Linked DNA regions of Mus musculus: regions 2, 3 and 4 are each linked to region 1. Evidence: chromatin contacts called from public HiChIP or PLAC-seq data. All regions are on one chromosome and are shown on one strand. Each heading gives the region's core, a stretch centred on a gene start, on an enhancer-like site or on the middle of the called end of the contact. The rest is flanking DNA. Distances are from core to core; before and after follow the strand shown.

Evidence for each region. HiChIP or PLAC-seq counts read pairs in DNA pulled down with a chosen protein or histone mark.
Region 2: a contact with region 1 is called in a FOXA1 HiChIP or PLAC-seq map of pancreatic cancer cells. The contact joins two enhancer-like sites. A contact is called at or near these places in 3 of 484 Hi-C or Micro-C datasets (the C2C12 cell line, liver and pancreatic cancer cells) and 3 of 115 datasets of contacts at active chromatin or transcription factors (embryonic stem cells, fibro-adipogenic progenitors and pancreatic cancer cells).
Region 3: an HNF4G HiChIP or PLAC-seq map of pancreatic cancer cells shows a contact between it and region 1. The contact joins two enhancer-like sites. A contact is called at or near these places in 1 of 15 datasets of contacts at CTCF or cohesin (the NIH/3T3 cell line) and 1 of 115 datasets of contacts at active chromatin or transcription factors (pancreatic cancer cells).
Region 4: a contact with region 1 is called in a FOXA1 HiChIP or PLAC-seq map of pancreatic cancer cells, with 5 times the contacts expected there. The contact joins two enhancer-like sites. A contact is called at or near these places in 1 of 15 datasets of contacts at CTCF or cohesin (pro-B cells), 1 of 484 Hi-C or Micro-C datasets (nephron progenitors) and 2 of 115 datasets of contacts at active chromatin or transcription factors (a colorectal cancer cell line and pancreatic cancer cells).

The regions. Positions count from the first base shown.
Region 1 is chr11:16,715,296-16,718,921 of GRCm38.p6, reverse strand. The region is part of intron 2 of Gm39583 (a long non-coding RNA gene); the gene reads left to right. Among named protein-coding and RNA genes, the nearest start is that of Gm25698, 16 kb to the left of the region's middle. Within about 2 kb of position 1,976, at least 16 of the 459 cell types and tissues checked have an H3K27ac peak or open chromatin away from gene starts, as enhancers often do. A contact at or near this core is called in the C2C12 cell line and pancreatic cancer cells, where this site is marked.
Region 2 is chr11:16,523,613-16,527,238 of GRCm38.p6, reverse strand. No RefSeq gene overlaps it. Among named protein-coding and RNA genes, the nearest start is that of Sec61g, 17 kb to the right of the region's middle. Within about 2 kb of position 1,753, at least 39 of the 459 cell types and tissues checked have an H3K27ac peak or open chromatin away from gene starts, as enhancers often do. A contact at or near this core is called in the C2C12 cell line and pancreatic cancer cells, where this site is marked.
Region 3 is chr11:16,557,952-16,561,577 of GRCm38.p6, reverse strand. No RefSeq gene overlaps it. Among named protein-coding and RNA genes, the nearest start is that of Sec61g, 51 kb to the right of the region's middle. RefSeq lists an enhancer at 1,790-2,709. Within about 2 kb of position 2,002, at least 120 of the 459 cell types and tissues checked have an H3K27ac peak or open chromatin away from gene starts, as enhancers often do. A contact at or near this core is called in pancreatic cancer cells, where this site is marked.
Region 4 is chr11:16,864,858-16,868,483 of GRCm38.p6, reverse strand. Egfr (epidermal growth factor receptor) reads right to left here. Exons shown (of 28, transcript NM_207655.2): 5 at 1,185-1,253; 6 at 258-376. Among named protein-coding and RNA genes, the nearest start is that of Egfros, 36 kb to the right of the region's middle. Within about 2 kb of position 1,738, at least 15 of the 459 cell types and tissues checked have an H3K27ac peak or open chromatin away from gene starts, as enhancers often do. A contact at or near this core is called in pancreatic cancer cells, where this site is marked.

The DNA.
Region 1 (3,626 bases), core at 727-3,226:
TTGATCAAGTTATGTCAAATCCATGAAAGATTGTTCCTATATAAACATGTCATTTAAGCTGTGGAAAACAACTGTCTTGCCTAGATTTAAAATACCATACATTGTCAGACAATGGCAGCATACACATTTAATCTCAGCACTTGGCAGGCAGAGGCAGGTGGGTCTCTGTGTGTCTGAAGCCAGCCTGGTCTACAGAGAGAAATTCAGGACAGCCAGGGCTATGAGGAAAAATCGTGTCTTGAAAAACCAAATTTGTATGTGTGTGTGTGTATCATATTTCTGTCATGGAAATGAATCTTGAGTTCTGAATTAGTGGGCTACTACAAAATAATATGATTTGTCCCAAACAGCAAACCTCACAATACAATAAAATTTGTTGTCAGTAACTCAAATTCATGAAATCAAAGAAGTGTAAGAGTGCAGTAATTAATTTATATATAAATAAATGCCATATAAATAAATGTCCAGAGATAACACTCATATCACCATAATCTTAAACCTAGACAACTGTCTACTTGGCCTGACTCACCAGTTATGAACACTCCAAGCTTCTTTTCTCCATCAGGAAATCTCCCTGCTTCTCTACTCCTTTTGATTAATACTCATGAATCAGGTATGTGTGAAACACTGTACTAGCTGATGAGATTAAAGGATGAGCAATTACCAAAACCCTTTCCTTCTCACAGCTTATAGATCGTTGAGAAGGCAAAACTTTAATCAAACTTTAAAAATGTATCAGTATCCATGACTAAAGAATCCATGACTAATGGACCAATGAGTTATGGAGATCAGAGTATATGCATGTAATGCAGGGGGCAGAAATCCATTGAGTAGGATCTACTTGCATTGAAATAAAGTGCTAACAAAGTTCAGGATGGTGATGAAGACCATAAAGACTAGTGTAGAACTCACTAAAGCAACAAAGCCAGACAGACCCTAAGTTAATGTTACTGGTTGCTTGAAATTAGACATGTAGAATTGGTATGAATCAAGCTATATCTAAAAATCAAGGGTTACATTGTGCTTTTCAGGAAAATGTAGATGATGTTAAAACTTTGGAGTTTTATAATATAATTAGTGGGACAATATAATCAGAGTAAAATTTTAAAGTGATGTCTTTAGTGACAGTGTGGGGCTCCAATGTATCAGAGGCCCCAAGAAGGGAAATAAACAGAACAATTAGGAGTCATCCTGGAAAAAAATTAAAAAATAGTTTCATCAAACAAGATCTAGAGAGAGGTGTAAGAAGTGCAAGGGTGCAGTTATTCACTTACACAGTGATGCACTGGGCAGAGCCCAGTCTTCTCAGACATCAAAAATGTTAGACTTATAGCTAAAGTTTGAAGAAGATGGGGGTAAGAATGCATACCATTCCTTGCTTAACTTATTAACTTAACCAAATATTGAGACAACCCGAGAAATAACAACAACAACAACAACAACAACAACAACAATATAAAACAAACAACCAAACAAAAGAAAACAACTAAGGGCTAGGATGGGTCTCAGTGGATTCAATACTTGAGGCCCTAGGTTTCATCCCTAGCACTATGGTGGAATACAAGCATGATTTTGAAGATGATTTCAATTTGTGAAGTGTGAACATGGACATATTTAATTAGCAATGCCAAATAGAGAGTTGAAAATCAAGTCTTATGTCCAGGGATGTTATGTGGGGATGGGGCATAAGATCTTAAAGTCTTTCACTCGTCAACAGAATTTAAAACCATGGAAATGGGTGAATTTATCAACACAGAGTAGGAGAGAGAATGAGAGGGTAACAGTAGAGAGGCCACTGGGAGGCAAGAAAAGACTGGAATCCCCAGACAAGGAAGTCTTGCCTTAATATTGAAAAAAAAAATTCCCACATTTACTTCTGAGGTGGAGGACGATGAGGTGGCAGAGAACCTGAGTTGGAACAGATAGGGATGAGGAAGACTTGCAGAAAGTATGGCCATGGAAGCCGAAGATAAACAATGATTCACAGAAGAGGGATCGGTCAGGCAGCCAGTTGCTACTGGAATGTTAGGCAGGGTAAAGACCAAATGTCACTCATTGGATCTAGAGATGACAAAGTCATTGATGACCTTAGTGAGAACTGTTTGGGAAAGTCTGGGGGTGGAAGCTAAATTTCAGTGGGCTGAGGAGTGACTCAGATCCTGTTTTCATGGGACATTTGCCTTTTGATTTTGCCTCTTTATGATTCTTTGTCTGCCTTTTGAACCTGGTCTGTTTGTCTTGAGTTTCAGACACTTGACTCAGCCCCAGTCAACAAGACGTTTCTCCTATCTTAATTAGCCCCTTTAGATTTCAAGTCTTATTTCTGGACAATGTAGTGTTCTAGATAATGCATGAGCCATTCCTCAAGTGAAGATAATTGAAGCTTTATTCATCAAAGTAATGCAACACAGACCTCAGGCTTGCAGTAGGTTTTACCACTAATTGCATAAAATTGGTGAGTTTTTAACTTCAGTGTCTTCATCCATTCACTGAGTACTGATCATTTATCTTTTTTTGCTATGTTATTGTGAAGATAAATGCTTTTTATACACGATAACCTTCAATAAATTGTATTTTCCTCTGCCTTTGCAGTCCTTCCAGAAAACAAGCATCCTTTTACCGTCTGTCTTTGGATCATCCCTAAATCTCAAGTGTTTCTAACATAGTATGTGGTAATACATGCTTTTTTGGTTATATTTCCTTCTTTGCTCAACATTCATTTCTCAAACCCCTTTTATGTGATGATCTCAGAGTTAGGGTTGGACAGTCAATGATGACCCAGGATTCATAATCTAGTGTAAGAAGCAGACATAGAAAAGATAACAGATACTGATGCCATGATTATAAAACAGTGGGATGTACTGAGAAGGAACAAAAGGCTGCTGGGAAGCAGAGAAAGTTCACATGAAGCCATATTGAATTAGATTTGATATGTAGGCTGCCATTGGACATGCAGGAGGAAAACAAAAATATTCCCACTCTTTTCTGACATTTGGTCCCAATCCAGGAAACGAAGAGGGACTCCCTTAAGAAGCTATGGATGGTGATGCTACATTATTCTGAAAGCAAATCCACATCGAGGCAGGTATTCAATGTTGACCTTCAGAGTTTTTCTCTTTCACTATCTACCAGGTGACTGCATCAATCATCTCTTAAACACTATTTCTAGACTATTTGTGTGCTAGCAAATATTATAGTCATGCTGGGTAGAATTACATAAAGATGAAAATGAGGCCTCTCCCAAGAATCACATACCTAAACTCTGAGGTCTGAACTTTGTACCATCTTGTTACATTTCTTAGGGAAAAGTATAGCTACTGAGTTCTGGACAAGTGAGGTTCTAATTAAAAGACCTGGAGGTGGATAGGGTTTTTCTATACAAACCTAAGCTACCATGATGCATACTTGCTTTGTTAATTAAGGTTGCCATTTGAGTCCATGGAGAACTGTCGTGTGCATGGGATTAGCTGCAAACCAGGGAGGGTACAGCACAAACATATGAACTAGTTCCTATCTGATTTTGTGGCTTGCTATCTCTCCACTGGGTGCTGCCACCTCTCCCAGGTCATGAGGTTTCCTCCTCTCCTTGAAAGCCCTGTCTTTACATTCTTGGTTTAGGAGAGATG
Region 2 (3,626 bases), core at 504-3,003, 190 kb after region 1:
GAGAACAGGGTCCCATAGTCCTTTTCAAATAAGTGACCTTACTTCCTTCTAATAGACCCCACCTCTTAGCAGTTCATCAATCTTCCTGTGGCATGAACATTTGGGAGCATGGGCCCTGCAGGGATGTTCAAAATCCATATTAGCTGAGGGAATATATGTATTCTAATGACTGATGTATACAACCACATGATGCCATGTCCAGGTGACTGAGATATGTGAGGGGCTGCAACATGAAGATCAGCACAGTACCATGTAAATGGGAAGCCCTAGAGACCAGTGTTTAAGAAAGGCAAGTGATTCTGAGATATCCTTGGGAAGTTCTCATCTTCCAGCTTATCACATGGTGTAGACATATGAAGGTCCCCCTTGGAAAGGTTTAGCAAACTACTGTTGCCAAAAGAAATGGACAGAATTTAATCTTCTACCCAGATTCAGAAGAAAGGACAGAAAATATGAGCAAACCTTGTGAGGAGCATGCTCACATCCCTTTATAAACATTCAGGACCAGAGCCCTGCACTCACTTGGAGGTTTGCCACTGGAATTTATCTCAGAAGCAGAGAATTAGTCACAGGATTGCAGGTAACCACAAAAGAGAGGAGGGACACAAACTAATCGCATAATGAGACCTTGAGTGCCAGCACTTGCACAGAGCATCTGTTAATCTTACAAACAATCCCGTGAGAAAGATGTGGCTTCCTTCATCTTTTAGAAAAGCAAACTAGAGCTTAGAGCCACTTGGGAACAAGCTCAAAGAATTATGCACAATATTCAGGGCAGGCTGAGTCTCTATCCTGGAGTACCATAATTACAATCCACAAGTCCCTCTCTCACAGACCAGAGACTTTAACGGTAATATGTACCATCAATTCCATCATCTTGCCTTGGCTGCTGAGCATCTGTCAGTGCAGGGATCACATAAAAATTGGACATTAGACCCAAAGTCCAAATGTCCTTTTCTGGATTTTTCTGTTGCCACCAGAGTGGCAAAGTCTTGTAAGACTCCGGGGAGCCTTAGCTTACCAGGGACACCTGAGTGAACCATGTGGAGTCAGGATCAACGCAAAAAGCAAGAGGAATTTATTGTTCCAGTGCACTGGAGTCGTCCAGACCCAAAGGAGAGGCAGTGACCCCCCAGCACCAGTTTGGGGAATTTTTATATGGTTTCCAGGGCCAGAACAGAGCATCTGCAACTAGGCACAATATGATTGGCTGAACAGTGCACCTTTTAAACTGATTGGTCTTTAGGGAATGAGGTGACAAGGACTTCCCTTGTCTGAAGGTGAGCAATGGTCTGTCCTGAGGAATGTGTCCCCACCCGCAGGTTCCTGCCCTTAGGTCTGAGAAATGCTAATTAGCCTCTCCCTTCCAGAGGGCTGAGGGTTTCATGACCTTCCCAAAGTTCCTACGCTGACCTTTCCACTTCCATCAGTATGGCTTTGCTGGACTGTGTCACAGAGAGAAAGAAAGAAAGAAAGAAAGAAAGAAAGAAAGAAAGAAAGAAAGAAAGAAAGAAAGAAAGAAAGAAAGAAAGAAAGAAAGAAAGAAAGAAAGAAAGCGATTCTGAATCAAATAGATAGTTTGGGAAATGGATCCATTTTCTTTCCTCTGTAGCATTGAGTGAATGAATGTTTCTTGGTGCTCCCTAACAACCTGGCTATGTCTTCTTTCCTAGATGACAAAGTTGTTAAAGAGTGCACAGACTTAGAGTCAGTTCCTCCGTCTTTCCCACACCACTGTGTCAGAGATCCATGTTCCTGCACTGCCCTCTATTTATGACTATCTGAAACACAAAATCAGGAACTCTAGAGGGATCCAAGCACTCTTTAAAAAATTAGGGTGCTATTTTACAATAGACTTATACTGAGTTTTCAACATTCAGTAGGCAGGAGTGTCCATAGTAGTAAATATTGTACTGATATCAAACTACTGCACTTTTGAACTGTATTAGTGATAGCTGAAAAGAGAAAGTTAATACGATTTTGAGATGTTTAAAGGATAGTTTTTGATTGGAGATAGCAATTACAATACTAGAAATGGCTTCCAAAGCTCCTTGGAAAAGAGCATGGAGGGGAATCAGTCCAAGGGCTCACCAGGGTTTGGATACAGCCACAGAATTTGTGTATATTTTCTTGGTGGAACATCGCCATCTTGTGTCTTTTCCAGATATTTCACATAGAAATATGCATCACCATGGTTCTTTTAGTGTTTAATACTTGTTCCCTAGTACAGATTCTAATTTTTGTTTCAAGATTCAAACTAAATAACACAAGTACATGTATATAATTTTATACCTCCCACTTCCTTGTTTGTGTTTGCTAATTATTCAAAATGATGAGTTTATGACTCTTTCATACATGTACGTAGTCTATGTCAATCAATAGGCTATTGTAAACAACTGTATTATAGTATGATGTGCTGGTTAGTTTTATGTTAACTTGACACAAGCTAGAGTCTTTAGAGAGGAAGAAACCTCAATTGAGAAAATGGCTCTGCCTGTAGGAGATTTTCTTAATTAGTCACTGATGGGCAAGGCCCAGATTATCGTGCATGGTGCCATCCTTGGATTGGTGGTCACAGGTTTTATAAGAATGGCTGTGCAAGGCATTGGGAACAGTAAGCAGCACTTTTGCATAGCCTCTGCATTAGCTCCTGCCTCCAGGAGCTCCTACTGTCCTGCTTGAGTTCCTGTCCTAACTTCTTCCACCTATGGGAGGTGGTGTGAAAATGTAAGCCACATAAATCCTTTCCTCCCCAGTTTGCTTTTAGTCATGGGGTTTCATCACAAAAATACTAACTTCACTAAGACATATAATAATCAAAACTACAATGTTATGCATTGCATAATAAGCCAATCATGAGTTATAAAAGTTATATGTTCAAGGGGTTGCAATAGACCATATGGAGTGCAAGAAGACTGAGCACAACCAGCAACATAAAATTTCAAATGCTACACACCTCTGTTCAATTGCCTGATCCTCTGTACATCTCCCCTGTCTCCTCTCACACCTGATCCTGGCCTCTTATTTCCTCCCCACTCCTTTCTCCCTCCCTTAATTCCTCTCTCTCTCTCTACCTCCCTTGATTATTTTTGGTCTTCCTTCTTCTTGAGCTTCATATGGTCTGTGAGTTGTATCATGGGTATTCCAAGCTTTTTGCCTAATATCCACTTATAAGTGAGTACATACCATGTGTGTTTTGTGACTGGGTTACTACACTCTGGATATTTTCTAGTCCCACCCATTTGCCTAAGAATTTCATGAAGTCATTGTTTTTAATAGCTGAGTAGTACTCCATTGTGTAAATGTACCACATTTTCTGTATCCATTCCTCTGATGAGGGACATCTAGGTTGTTTTAAGCTTCTGGCTATTATAAATAAGGCTGCTATGAACATAATGGAGCATGTGCCCTTGTTATATGTTGGAGAATCTTTTGGGCTTATGCCCAAGAGTGATATAAATTGTCTGGGGGAACTGCCAGACTGACTTCCAGAGTGATTGTACCAGCTTGCAATCTTACCAGCAATGGAGGAGTGTTGCTCTTTCTCCACATCCTCACCAGCATCTGCTGTCAACTGAATTTTTGATCTTAGCCATTCTGGCTGGTGTGAGGTGGAATCTCAGGGT
Region 3 (3,626 bases), core at 753-3,252, 160 kb after region 1:
CAGAGAGACAGAGAGACAGAGAAAGAGAGAGGGAGGGGGAGAGGGAGACCTGGCAGATCCCCCTTCATATTTAGCATTTGCCAGCTGGGAAAGCAAAGCAAAAGACAAATAAAAGGAGCCTGTGGAAAGTGGCCTCTTCCTACATCTCCCATTTTTCCTTGAGTGAAAGTCTTACATGGAGATTTGTACTCAGTCTGTCTGATGGCTTAAACTCAGTGTGACCACACGATTTATTTTTTAAACTGGATTTCTTTGCAAGTGCAAAAGAGTACTCATATCATGTCAGAAGAAGTGTAACTTGGCATAATAGGACAAAGAATAACCCCCATCTAGACTTTTCCCGATGTATCTCCCCTAAGAAAGTTCAAAACCAGAAATTAATCATGGATCCCTTAGAAAGGATCAGCAAACCAAAGACAATGTAGGTGATGACTTGATCTAAGGAAACTCATGTTAGGACCCTTCAAAAAGATGCAAGAAAACATAAATTCTGCAAAATGGCTACAAAACAGGACTACAGGGCCCAAACCAAAGGCAGAAAGGAGCAAGGAACTGGTTATTTTATGTCTTTGGCAGGAAAAGTTGCTTTCGGCTTGGCATCGGGGCTGAAAATGGATATTCCCTTGTTCAGGACTATTTTACTTTGTATAAACACAGCTACACAATCCCTGGCAGCAGAGTTATAAGACTCTCTGTTTTTATAGCCAACACCTTGTGTTCGTACATGAACATGCAAGTGGAATAGCTGAGCTCTCTGTGGTGATGTGACCCACAGACTAAAGCTAAGCAACTGGAAGCTGTGCCATGCAGCCATCAAGAGCTCAGCCAGGGTCACAGCCATCCTGACTTCTATCTGAAGTGTGGAATTTGAAGCATTACCTGCTGTAGTAGGTCTCCAATGGAAATGACCCATAAACAAAACAAAAAAGAATGTCCTTAAGGAAATGAGCATGATGACTGTATCAAAAAGCAAAACGAAACAAAACAAAAAGTTAAAGGACCTAGCTTGTACAATTATAGGCTTTGTTTTTTATGCAAGTAATTAAACCTTGTTCAAACAAATGAATTCTAGAATCTCATAAATTTCATAATGATAATTAAGGTGACCTATAATTGATGAAAATAATAATAGAAATAAGTACAATGTTAATAATAAAACACCATATACTTTAGTTTTAGGCATGATACTGTTGGTCCCTAACTGACTACAATTCACCCTAACTTCTCTGATGAGAAGACATGAAATTACTTGCCCAGAAATAAGTAGAGCTGGCTGGAATTCATGTGGAGCCAATGAGAAGGCTCTGCTGTTAATTATCAGGGTAAAGTGCCTAGAGCCTTATCACAGGCAAACATCTAAACAGAAGCATTTTTGAATCCGTAGTGTAAAAGACCTGGAAGTGAATACTGACTGTAGGTAAGGCGTTCTGATCCAGGTAGAAGGCATTTATAGGGCACCACAAAGATGACTGGAAACTGTTCTCCATTCTCATAGGAATGTGGACTTTATGCCAATAAATTACAATATTATTCATAGTACTAATAATTAAACTAGTGCTGGCTTTCAACAGAGAAAGATTATTCGACTTTATTTTTGTGAGAATTTTTTATTCTTTTCTAGGAGCCTAAGTCTGATGTTTAGACAGCTGTGAAGTAGTACGTTCAATACTTCTCTTGTATAAATAAATTAATTTTGCCTAGAAATTAGATTTTTCTTGTTTATATCTAACATACAGACAACACATCGAGTAACACATCATTTCTAGTCATTTTATGTATTAGTGAAACCCAGGATTTGGAACTCCACTGCGCAGTGTGTATACATTTTCATTCTGACATCTTAACGAACTAAAGGGGTCCTGTTCTGAATACATATATACATTTCGAGGAACGTGTTTACACAGAGGAGTGCATGATATACCAGAGGTCACTGTGCACTGTGGCCTCCTCCCCGCTCTCGGTTAGTGGGAGGCTGGAAAAGGCCGAGTTCTCACGCAGCAGCTGCAGCGGCAGCCATCACTGGAGCTACACAGACCAGAAGCAGATGTGGCACAAGTCTCCTGCACAGCTTCTCCTGAAGAGACGGTTGCTCTGTTGACTCAAAGTGCACTCATTGACGGGGATTTCCTGAGCTAAGACGATCAGGAGGCAAAGCAAACGGGGCAAAATTTTTCCCTTTAAATACATTAAACAAAAGGGTGTAACTTGATAGAGCAACTTCAAGTCAAGGTCATGTACTTTGAAAAACACGGCCTTTTAAAGTGAACGTGAACATCTGGAAATCTTTTTGAAAATAAATCGCTCCTCAACTGAAACATTAGATGGCATTTTTTTGGCAAGTGCTCTATCTGAATTACTCAGAAATAAACTCCTGGCAACCCCTGAACTAATGCTCTTCTATGAGAGCAGCACGTAATTTGTTATATTCTTAGGGTTATTTCCCTCCAACTATTTCAAGACTTTTACATAGCAGGAAATGAGTGTGGGGGTGAGGCCTCTGCACACAGACACAGCAGATTCTCAGAGCAGATTCATCAGTCTGGATTCAAGTCAGTAACTGCATGCAACCGTGAAAAATTTTTCAGGAAATTGTCTTTGCATACTTAGTTAAGAATCTTACTCAATGAAAACCACAGACAATGTAAAACAAATCTATCAAAATGTATCTGATGGCTGCAGAGAAACTACAAAGAGAAACAGGGACACACAAGAATAGAATTAAACACACACACACACACACACACACACACACATCCACACACACACACACACACACACACACACACACACACATCCACACACACACACACACACACATCACACACACACACACACACATCACACACACACACACACACATCACACACACACACACATCACACACACACACACACATCACACACACACACACACATCACACACACACACACACACACACATCACACACACACACACATCACACACATCACACACACACACACACACACACACATCACACACACACACACACATCTCACACACACACACACACACACACACACACACACACATCACACACACATCACACACACACACACACACACCTCTGAAAGAAAAGAGAGTAGTTATGTCAAGACTTCTGTGAATGGGAATTACTGGTTTGTAGAAAAGAAAAGAAAAGAAAAGAAAAAAAAAGAAAAGAAAAGAAAAGAAAAGAAAACAAAACAAAAGAGAGAGAGAGAGAGAGAGAGAAAGAAAACCTTCCTGTGTGGAGGATTTGTATATGTGAGAGTAACTCAGTCAGTCTTTAGGTGTAGAATGCATGATTTACAGTGACTTACAAGAAACAATATTATTGTTAAAGGCAACTTAGTGTGAAATAAAAACCTGGGAGTCACAACAAAACCTTTGTGTGGATGGATAAAGAAGAGGACTCATAAGGTGGTATGACTGTAGTAATGACTGACTGGTGACACCATGGTACATTGGCCAGGAGAAAGGTGCTTATATACAAACGAGGGGCCTACAGCAGGGGTGGATTTGAGCTTTATTCCCTCAATTTTGCTTATGAACTTTTTGTTATCAATTACTTAGAAGGTGTTATGAACATTAGTTAGAGTAACATGTGTTCTGGAACTTCCATCAGA
Region 4 (3,626 bases), core at 489-2,988, 150 kb before region 1:
TAGGATTAGGAGGGGAGCAGCCCAAGAGGCATGAAAATATGGTGTGCACATGCCATACTGCCCAAAGGTCTGGGTAACTGGGATGGTTCTCAGGGGGTCTTACAGAAGAAGAGCTCCCTTCATTTCTCATAATGTTGCTACTGTTGTCCATGACAACACTTAATTAAAATGTGCACCACATGAAGGCTGCTGTCACAGTCAGATGTCGAGCACGTGCACAGCTCTGCAGCACAACTCCCCAGTAGCCAGAGTCTTACCAGACAGTCACTCTCTCGGGGCCCTGTACACCCCGCAGCACATTGGTTGTGGCAGCAGTCACTGGGGGACCTGCCACGACAGCGATGGGAACATTGCTGGGCACAGATGATTTTGGTCACTGAAAAAGAAAGATTACCAGTGAGCTGTGTTTAAGTGGCAGCTCATCTTCTAGAGACACCAAGGAATGCTTGCACCCAGTAGAAAGAAATAAAGGAGGAACCATGGGTTTTGTGACAGGGAGCAGCTTCTAGGCTTTCACAGTCAGCCAAACAATATAATCACAACTTTCCCCTTGGTACATTTTTATCATTTATCTCAAATCACTTGGGAGAAATAATCGAAACAAGTCTGATCAGATCTTTTGAATAAGTAGATATTATCTAGGGAATTTCTGGCAATACAGAAGGCACATAGCAAGAAGAGCTCCTGGCAGGAGGCAGTGTTTAAAGGAACGAGATAGTTAGGTCACAAAGGCAATGAACTACAGTCAATTTTGAAGCTGACACACGCCCAGGTTCTTTGAGTGAAGCAGTAACCATGCTGAAGTAAATTAAACTTTGTTTTTTAAGTTAGTAGGATTCACACATGAACTCTGTGGAGCAACACCGTCAAACTTCTATATTAGTTGGCTCTGGAAAACGGGGAGGATTGGATCAGGGGACAAGGCATCCTGTGTGTCACCATGGACACTTGGGTGGTTGGCTTTCTTGCATTTAATGACAGGTTAAATTATCCCACGTAGTAAGCCTTAGATAGTTGTGCACTGTGATGTTTCCAAGACTGATGCTCATGAAGTGGTTAACTCTGAGTCTTTTGCCAAGCTCCTGTACTTGTTCAGTCACAAAGCGGAGGAGTGGAGGACCACATACTGTGTGGACTCCCTCACCAGGGCATGTTTCTCAGGCCCTGATGCTGCACTGACTTACATTTCTGGCAGTTCTCCTCTCCTCCTCCCCAGCAGCTTCCATTGGGACAGCTTGGATCACATTTGGGGCCTGAAATAAAAATCAAGTAGTTAAATGTGCATTTCAATAAAAGTAACAAATAACACGCAACTGACAACTCTCTCAAGGTCCTAAAGAATGTCCTAGAAATGAGGAACAGCTTGGAAACTTTGTATTCATAGTTGGGTTGGATGCTTTGTAAGCTAAATTAAAGGACTCCTGCACAAAAGAAAAAATGGTGAGCCTTGGGCTGCTTTTGCTTGTACTTCAGCTGTGGAAGCTGAGACAGAGGTTACTTACTGACTTGTCACAGCCACACAAATGACAAAGCTAATGAATTTAGGGTTTCGGAGGTGCCACCTGATTAGGCTTCTCTCTAACCAGATCCGCTCAATGTACACTTATGCACCTTGCTACATTCAGTCTTGACTGACTGTGTGGGGCAATCATCACTAGATATTTAGGATGTTATGTTGAGTCTGGTAAATGAACACTCCTTTCCTCCAAGCCATGAAGTGGTGCAGAACATGACACAGGAAGCGAACATTCTAATTCTGTGAGTCACTTGGCTAATCACCTAAAACCTTAGTTAATAGCTGGCATACTACTGTCTGGAAATCTTTGTAATTGCTAAATATTTGTATTTTTATAGTTGGTCAATATCAAGTTGCAGCTGCAAAGGGTTTCTATTCAGCCATTAATCATCCTGAGAACTGACGATCAACATGTTGACCAGCACAGATGTTGAGAATTTCTTTCTGGGAAGCACATTTACTTTTCTCGCCTTCACTTTTTTGTGGTGCTGCTTACTTACCACCTCCATTAGGCTTGTAGAGACCACTCTGCTTAGTTCTGTAGCCCTCTTCGGGCAATCTTATCTCACAGAACAATTTTATTTCACATGGAAGCTTATTTGACGGTGTCAGAACTCTCTTTGCAACTTGATACTTGATACTATAAATATTTATCCTCATGTTTCCTTCTAGAACTACACCTATATTTTGTATAAATATAACATATTTATTTATATATACTTACATATACTTAATACATATTTGGAACTTATATTGATGCATGGAGTAGCTGATGATTTTATGTTTTTTTTCTTTCTCATAAATTCACTCTTATAACCTCAATTTGTAAACTTTATCAATGATAAAATATGTTGGCCACAGTGGGCTGCTCTTCTGAATCTCAGATGCCTCACATGTATAGCATTTAAAGCCACCTCATAATACTGATTTTGTTGTTAAAGATGAAGTGCAAACTTCTCAAAAGGAACGCGCATCTGCAGCTATTCAATGAGGAGAGTAGAAGGAAGAGATCCAGGGGATAGAGATTCCCTATCTTCTAATATATATAACTCTCATTTTCTAGTTGTTTTTAAAAATCTGTTATAGCTCTAATACTTGGGCTATTTGTCCCTTAATCATTGGCACTGCAGAACAATTTACTGAATCAACTCTTACTTGAAATGTCACTTATTTATGCAATTTTGGTTCACTTAGGCTTATTCTCATGATGAGTGCTATAGTTTGAATACGTAACGACTCCTAGAGGTTCACGCTTTATGGCACAGAGAGGTGATGGGGACTTTAAGAGATAGGACTAATGACTACCTGGCAAGATGTGTGCGAACGTTATGAGGAGAAACTAACCATTCTTTAGCTTGACTTAAGACCTACTCCACAGATGGACACTGTGCCTGGTACTGCAAATTTGGCCAGGATCCCATGGCTCAAGAGCTCCTGAGCTCTCGGGAAGAACTGACTACTATTATTTTGCTACACAGACACATCATCAAGCTGCCCTCCAAATACTTATCTCTACAGTCATTAGTGCTCAGTCCTCATCAGAGAGGCTTCTTTGTGTGTTAGATAACGATTACTACAGAGACTCTCAAGTGCCAAAGTGCAGAGAGTAAGTGCCTATGGAATAGTCAGCCATAAATAGAATATCTGCCACACAGCCCACACTCCTAAGGCTCTAAGAACATCACAGAAAAGAGGGTGGGAAGATGATAAGAACCAGAGCCCAGGGAAGACTGCTGCGAGACAACATCTGGACACAGCACATCTGTTCTTCTCAGGAACTCTCAGCAGCTGTGGCTGCCTGCCTAAGCCCTGCATATGACCAAGCCTGTCAACATTCCAGCATGGGTGGGGGAAGGGATCATGAGAACTCATCCCTGACTGCTGGAAGAGGGTGTGGCCCCTGGTTGGTTAAGGATGCTCCAGTGGATGTCCTACATCCATGCACATATGTGCAGCACTGATTGTATTCAGTGGATTATTTTAACAAGATATAAAATTGGGATGAGGGCATGGGGAACAGAGGAATTGGAAAAAAAAAAGGGGATTGAATATGATCACAATTACTTATATACATGTGTGCAATTCTCAAATAATAAATAAAATGCTATAT